Regions from separate parts of the Sus scrofa genome. Here region 2 is linked to region 1. Evidence: chromatin contacts called from public Hi-C data. All regions are on one chromosome and are shown on one strand. The core of a region is the stretch at or near the end of the contact, and the rest is flanking DNA. Distances in the headings are between cores, read along the strand shown.

The links. A called contact is a pair of places that touch in the nucleus more often than the background predicts.
Region 2: a Hi-C map of skeletal muscle shows a contact between it and region 1, with 3 times the contacts expected there. The contact joins the promoter of TIMM17A here to the enhancer-like site in region 1. A contact is called at or near these places in 4 of 47 Hi-C or Micro-C datasets (embryonic fibroblasts, liver and skeletal muscle) and 2 of 2 datasets of contacts at active chromatin or transcription factors (alveolar macrophages and skeletal muscle).

The regions. Positions count from the first base shown.
Region 1 is chr10:24,081,365-24,084,892 of Sscrofa11.1, reverse strand. NAV1 (neuron navigator 1) reads right to left here. Exons shown (of 31, transcript XM_021064517.1): 13 at 3,330-3,382; 14 at 2,524-2,601; 15 at 187-270. Among named protein-coding and RNA genes, the nearest start is that of IPO9, 27 kb to the left of the region's middle. Within about 2 kb of position 1,937, at least 19 of the 83 cell types and tissues checked have an H3K27ac peak or open chromatin away from gene starts, as enhancers often do. A contact at or near this core is called in skeletal muscle, where this site is marked.
Region 2 is chr10:24,197,954-24,202,046 of Sscrofa11.1, reverse strand. It overlaps TIMM17A (mitochondrial import inner membrane translocase subunit Tim17-A), which reads right to left and starts at 1,702. Exons shown (of 6, transcript XM_021064526.1): 1 at 1,622-1,702. The coding sequence starts at 1,647.

The sequences.
Region 1 (3,528 bases), core at 688-3,187:
GGGAAACCAAGGTGCCTCGCTGTCTGGGGTTGGGAGCATCCCCTCCAAGCCCAGCAAGGGCTGGGCCCTGGGGCCCCCTGGGTCTGATAGAGAAGGGTGGGGAAGCGGCCAGCTGGGCAGATGGAGGACTCAGGGCGACAGAAGGGGAGGGAGCCTGGCCTGTCCCCCCTCTGCCCTGGCTCTCACCTTCTCCTCGGCCGTCTCTGCCAGGTGCCGTAGGCGTGACGTCATGTTCACCAGGCTCTGCTCAAAAGCTGCCACTAGGTTGGCCTGAAACAAAGGCCCATGGAGGTTCCCCAGCTGCCCTAGTCTGGGGAAGGACAGAGCTGGCATCCTGGGTCTCAGAGCTGACCAAGGACAGCCAGCCTCTTAGTGGCTTCGGAACACGAATTTCCCTTTCTGGCCTGAAGGGAATTCCTGGGGCTCAGCTTCTCCAACAGTGAGGTGGCCTAGACTGCATCAGGGCGGGGCAGGTCTTTGGAGGCTCTGGAGACCTGGCCCCATGGCTGGCAGGGGGTGGGATGGCCCCTCTGCTCCGAGGGAAGGCCATCCCCCCTGGGGCTGTGGCTGTTACCTGTGGGCTGGCCTCAGGGCTCCATCACCCCACCCCCATGGAAAGGGTGTGGCATATCGCCCCCCTTGCACCCAGGGACCTCGGTTCTCAATCGTATTGTGTTTTGAAGCTCCTTCCCTGACCATTTCCTGGGGCTCCTTTTGGGGGGCTGGAGCAGCTGTGGGTGCGGGGGGGGGGGGGGGCGGAGGATTCAGAGCAATTCTGCAGTCTGGACACTAGGTGGCGGGCCTGCCTCGAGAGCCGCCCCAGGGACCTGGGGGAGGTAGGGGAAGGTGGGCTGGAGCTCCATCCAGCTCTATCGGCTTGGGACCAGAGAGGCAGATGCGTGCTCAGAAGGAGGAACAGCCATCAGTGAGGGCACCAAGCAGACGGTGACCCAGCAAGTGAGGGACACTGTGACCCCACTGCTTCCCGTCCCCAGAGGTTCTGCCTCCCTGTGGCCAACTCCAGTTTCCAACCACCACCCTGGGGACACAGCTTGAGGGAGGCGTCTCTGGTCCAGGGAGTCCGTGCCTTCTTGGCCTCAGGTCACCCCCTTCTTGAGGGCTTTTCCGTGCTGGCCTCCTGCCGAGTGGGCTCCCCCTCCTCTGGGGGTGCTGCCACCACCACCCCCAGCCCCAGAGGGGCCTGGATGACCTCAGGGCTTGGCCGAGGTGCTGGAAGGAGGCTGGCATCTGGGGTAGGGGTTGGAAGGTGCCCCAGGGCGGACAGCTGGGGAGTCCGGGGAACAGGGCACAAGGTCTGCAGTCAAGGATCCTGAGAACAAGTGGGGGTCCTTGCGCTGCAGCCCCGGCTTGGAGGCAGGGCTCTGACCCTCAGTCAAAGCCTGCATCCAAAATCCAGGCCAGCGGGTCTGCGGGTTCAGCCTGTTCTCTTCCTGTCCTAAGAGAGTCACCCTTGAACCCATCCTCTGGGCTCCCGCCCAGTCTCACCAGCAGGAGGCTGAGTGCAAATGAGTCGGGGGGGGGGCCTCTGCCCCCCTCACTCCGCCTCCCAATTTCCCAGCCTTGGGGGTGGGGCACAGGGAGAGAAAAGATGTATCTTGACTCGATTACAATTCTTATAGGTCCCCAATCGTAGTTTTAAGGACTTGGGGTGAACTTCATACAAGCTGATAAGTGTACAAATGAGAGTTTGGGGGAAAGAGAAGAACCACTGTGGTGAGGAAACTGCTGCTGAAATACAGTGGAAATGCTACCTGAGTCTGGGCTGGGGACCAGGCCTGACAGCTGGGCCCCCCAGGGAGGAAGGGGAGAGAAGAAAGCCAGAAAGGCCTGCGGAAGCTGCAGACATGGTTACTTTGTGCAAACACTTGGAGAGCCAGCGCCAGCAGATCCGGCTCAGCTGTTGTTTACAGCTTTGGGGGAAAAGGGCTCCTATGTCCTGTTTGCCGCCTCGTCGGGGAGGCAGCTTCATGTCTCCCCATCCCGTGGGGCGGAGAGGCCACCAAGAAGAAACTCCTTCTCAGTGAAGACAGCCACAAAGCATGCTGGCCCCCACTTGAAGTGAGGGCCAAGGGGCCGGGGAGGTGGGGCCGGGCCCCTACGCCCCGTCACAGGGGCCAGACGGGGCTCCAACACCCAGCTCTGTGCCTGTGCCTGTCCGGACACGTGGGTATGACAAAGGCACGAATGTACCCCTGGGCAGAGGCAGAGGGTTCTGGGGATGGATAATACTAACCCATAACTAATTCTGTCACCTCCACCCAGAACCACTGAGAACCCAGACGCTCAAAGGCCACTGGACGTGACTTCACCCACACCTGTGAATTAGGGTGGGGGTAAAAATGGTGCTTCCTAAACATCGGGGCTCCGGGGAAGACGCGCCAATCCCCAAATCCTCTGTTCCCCTGGGATCAAAGCCCACAGGACGCCGAAGCAGCCGGTTCTCCTCTGGCTGAACGTCCCTAATTTGGGGCCCAACCAGCTGCCCTGCTTTTGGGCACTCACGTTGGCCGAAAGCTGGGACGTCAAGGTGGCCACTTTTTCCTGGGACGATTCCAGTTCCCTCCGCAGCTTCCGGATTTGCTGTGAAAGGAAGGGGATACGAACTGACGGTGGCGGAAGAAGTGTAAGCTCTGGAAGGCGACGGGGGCGGTGATGGCGACAAGCAGAGACAACAGCTGGCTCCCTACCTCGGACTGCATCCTCTCCTCAGCCTGAAGCAGGGAGCACAGAGGGGGAGAGAGGCGGTTACCGTGGAGAAGGCAGCGCACAGAGCTCAAGGGAGGGGGCCTGGGGCACGCCAAGCGGCTGAGACCTGCATCCGGGCCCTGGATCCTCCTCACAGGTGGGCTCGGACCCCAGACCGCGGTTTAACAAAGCCCTCCCTGGAGCTTGTCGCTGCCAAGAAGGCTGGCAGATGAAACCGGCTGATCTGAAGCTCATCCTTATGGCCATCAACTTGAAGGCGTAGGTGTTAGGGCCAGAACGGACCTCAGGATCAACCATCCCTCACGGCCCAGGCCACCAGGAGCACTGGGAGGGTTCCCCACACTGCTGGGCTCTGGAGTCCTGGAGAGACCCCCCCCCTCATGTCACCTGGCTGGGGACGCTGCCCTCTGGCTGGCACCGAACAGCCCTACAAGGACTGTTCTCCGCTTTCGAAGGAGGGGCTCAGAAGGCACCAGACTTGCTCAGGAAGTGGTGGGGAGGCCACTGAGGTCCAGAAGGGCCCACCACGTGCTCTAAGCTCCAGGAGCCCCCACCCCCAGGAGGGTCCCGGGTGCAGTGTGGGGATGGAGGGGCTTGCTTACTGAGGAGTAGGTAGAGGAGGCGCTGGAGGCCAAGGACAGCACTGAGCCGTGAACTGCAAGAGAAGCAGAACACGAAGGGTTAACAGAGGGCTAGGGGTCCAGGAAGAGCCCTAAGGACGGGACTGGGGTTCTGATTCTGCAGAGAGCGAGCACGAACAGGGGGCCCAGCTGCGCATGTGCACGCGCGCAGTCCAGCAGA
Region 2 (4,093 bases), core at 453-2,952, 120 kb before region 1:
TCCATCCCTGGCCTCACTCAGTGGGTTAGGGATCCGGTGTTGCCATGAGCTGTGGTGTAGGTCACAGACATGGTTCGGATCCCGAATTGTTGTGGCGTAGGCAGGCAGCTGTAGCTCCAATTTGACCCCTTGCCTGGGAACCTCCATATGCCATGGGTGCGACCCTAAAAAACAAAAAAAAAAAACCAACCAAACAAAAAAAAAACCTAGTAGAACCAATTTAAATACAAAATCTAGTACTCCAAAGCCCCCAAATTCTTTCCACTACATCCTATAGACTAAGGGCTTTTGAAAAGAAAACATGATTAAAAAGTATTTAGGGTGGCTGTGGCGTAGGCAGCAGCTACGGCTCCGATTGGCTCCGATTGGACCCCTAGCCTGGGAACTTCCGTATGCTTCGGGTGCAGCACTAGAAAAGACAAAAAGACAAAAAAAAAAAAAAAGAAAGTATTTAGGACCATTAAGTACCTATCATACATTTAAGGAAGAGGACAGAAGGAAAACAATAAAGAAGCTTCTGTAAAAGGCATTAAGGACAGAGGTAAGGTCCTGACTACAGGAACTGAAAGCGCAAGTCCTCAAAGAATTCCGACGACAGCAAGGGGGCTGGGTGGGGTGGTGTGCAGGGAGGGCAAGATGCTTGTAGTTTGAGCCTGGATGACCTTAGGGACCAGGGTCTTCCAGAAGATCAAAGCAGTTGAGGACAAAGCCAACCTGAGAACTGAACTGACCATGCGGCTTCAGAACATCCGGAGTAAGAGAGCACAAAGGGGCCATTAAATGCGTTTGTAGATGACAACTATCACTCCCTAACACCTCTAACAACCAAGTGAAACAACTTCCCCTCCTGCCAACTTGTGCCCTATCATACCTGACATGAGCAGTATAGTATGCTGAGTCCTGCACACCTGAGTACAACCCAGGAAGGGGTATCACCTTTGGAGAAGGGAAATTTAAAGAACTGGGAGGCTCTGCAAAGTAATACTCTGTATCTCAGTTCAGGGAGGAAAAAAAAGCACAAAGCAGGCAACATGGCTTTTGCTGGCACGATTCGTTACAGAAAGCCCTGGCCCCTTCCGACAGATGGAAAGCACCGGTGATTAACCCAAGTAACACGTTCTATTTTCACTCCTGACCCCAGAAGCCTCAAACTTTGCAGGTCGGACTCCTCCATGCTTTCCTTCTGAGGACCGAGCGACTGCGGAGCACAGGCAGCCCCCTGCCCCAAAACATCGAATGGACCGACTCCCGTCGGTGGCTTTTCGAGAACACACGCCTCGCCCCCACGGGAGAGTCCCCAGCCCGGCCCTCGCCCCCAAGCGGCCTCCTCGGCCTGGCTCCCTCCCCACGCAGGCTGAGCCACGCGGGCACAAGGACGAGCCAAGGTCGCCGGAGGGCAGAGGGGCTGCTTCCCACCCGCAGGTCGGACAGGGGCCGCGTCTGCACAGCTGAGCCGGGGCGCCCTCGAGTCGCCGCAAGGTCACCGGCTGAGAAGCCGGCCGCTCACGCCTGCGTGCCTATAGCCCCGGCGCCGCCGAGCCTGGCGCTGAGCGGTCTCGCCTCGGGAGCCAGGCTGGGCCGAGCCGGGCCGGGAGGCAGGCAGCTCGGCGAGAAGGCTCACCAGGGCTCGCGCGCGTATTCCTCCATCTTGACTCCGCGGCGCCGCGATGCCGGGTAAACGGGGCGGGGCCTGGCCCGGCGGCGGAAGTGATCCCGGGAGGAGGGCGTTAGAATCTGCGGGGATTGGCTCGCCACCTCCTCCCGCAGCCAATGAAAGCCGGGGCCGCGGGGCGGAAGGCGGGGCTCAGACCAGAGGGGCGGGCCTCCGAGGCGGAGGGGCGGTGCGTGTGGGTGGCCGCGTGGGGAATCCCAGGTGAGGAGAGGTACCCAGAGCTGAAGCTGCGGGGCCTGGTGGGGCCCGAAACAAAACTGCCGTTGTAACTCGAACCTCCCGAATGACTTTCTCTGTTTTAGTACCCGGCTGTCAAGTGCGAATTACTGCTGCCAACTTCGACGGGTCGGTAAGGCCCCCACTGCTGCCACGGAGCTCCTTAAGATGGGCAGTACCTGAATATTTTATCTCGGGGGGGCCGGAATGTAGTGAACGTTCCATGAATGTTTGTGAACACCTGGGGCGCTGCCGTGATTCATGGGGGACCTTAACATGGGGGACAGCAACAACAGAGTTCTTCCGGACCTCACTCTAAATGATCCCGGGAGATGTAAGGGGGGCTTAGCCCAGAGGAGGAGACAAAAGGCTGGGGGCCATCGGCCTGAAAGCAAAACCTCAGTCAGGTGACAGCTGCTATAGGTCTCCATCCTGAACATCTGAGATTGACTTTAAAATGTCCAGAGTTCCTCTGGTGGCTCAGTGGTTAAAGAACCCGACTAGTAACCAAGAGGTTGCAGGTTCAATCCCTGGCCTCGCTCAGTGGGTTAAGGATCTGGCGTTGCCCTGAGCTGTGGTGTAGGTCACAGATACGGCTCGGATCCTGTGTTGCTGTGGCTCTGGCATAGGCTGGTGGCTACAGCTCCGATTGGATCCCTAGCCTGGGAACCTCCATATGCCATGGGTGTGGCCCTAAAAAGACAAAAAAAAAAAAAAAAAAAAATCCTCAACGAAACAAAACATGTGTGTACATTTATTTCATGGAAAAGTTTCTGTAATAAATAATAGCAAACTGCAGGGGGAATGAGGTTCCCCCCCCCAAATCTTGGAAATAAGGTGAAATGAACTGAACCCTCCACAGAACTAAATAAAGCTAGTCTGGAAGTGTGAAAACAACAATTCAAACCAGTCCTCTGACTTGGATGCCTGCGTCCAGGAGGGCTTACTTATTTGGAATGTGTGAATGTAATTAAAAACACTTCAGGGAGTTCCCATGGTGGCTCGACGGGTTGAAAACTAGTTCTTTGGGGCTGGGCAAGGAGGCCTCGGACTTAGCCTTTGGCTGGAGGAGAAAGCTGTCACCCCACCCTTGGAAGTAGCCCTTCCATCTTAGAAGAAAAGAGCTGAATGGTCAGTGACATAAAGGAATGACAACAAGACTCATAGACAAAAGGACTGGGGTCCCCGAGAGTGAACTGACCCTGAGTCTGGGGGAGTGGAGTGGAGCTGGTAATCCAATGCTTCAGGGCTTATTTGGTGAAAGTGGGTGTTCTGGGCCAAGGATGAGATGGCACTGGACCCCCAGAGACCCAGGTCCTCTAAGTATTGCTTTGTGGAAAACAGCTCCACCAGGGGACTGAAGGAGGTGTGGCCCTGAGACCTGTTTTGCTGCTCGATTTCCCCAACTGAACAAAACAAGGGAAGGAAGCTCCTCCCTTGGAAGCCGCCTGGAGGCTGTGAGGCTGTGACCCTGCGGCCTCTTGCCCACCCCGTCCATCCCATACCCCACCGTTAGCTTTCATTCATCTGGCACCCTTGAACTTGTACACCCAGTCTTTTTCCACTTATTGAGGCTAGGCCCGGGACAGGACCATCAGATGGATAGCGAGGTGCAAAGGAGAGGGATTGGGAACCCCAAGTCGACAGTGACACCCTGACTCTGTGCTCAGGATGCTCTTCGTTTAAGGCCTGGGATGGAGAGGGTACCGAAAATATCAGCATGGCTCCTCCCCTCAGGGTCTTCCAAATGTCCTCAGAGAGGAAGAATAATAAAATGATCAAATGCCAACGTGGATGACATAGGACATGATACAGGCAGAGGCATTCAGAGGTGAGAGAGCCCCAGGCTTGTGAACTGGCATTTTGAGCTGGAGCCTGAAGAAAGTAGGCTGCTTCTGATGGGCGGCGAGGAGGGTTGAAAGCAGAAGGAATGACAGCAGCGAAGGGGAAGGAAGGCGAAGCGTGGGGCGGGAGGGAACTCAGTATCACCTCACGGATCGGATGCTGGTCTGGCCGGGAGGATAGAAAAGACTGGAAATGGGAGAATGAGGCTTTCTCGGGATGAAGCTCCAGGGCGGTGGGGATGGAGAGTGTGAGCGCCAAGGAGGAGCAGGAACAGGTCTCCCTCGACCCCTCTGTCTCTGCACATCCAGGCATTGGAAGCCAACCTCCCAGCTGGCCTCTGCAGGGAGCCTGAGACTGCTG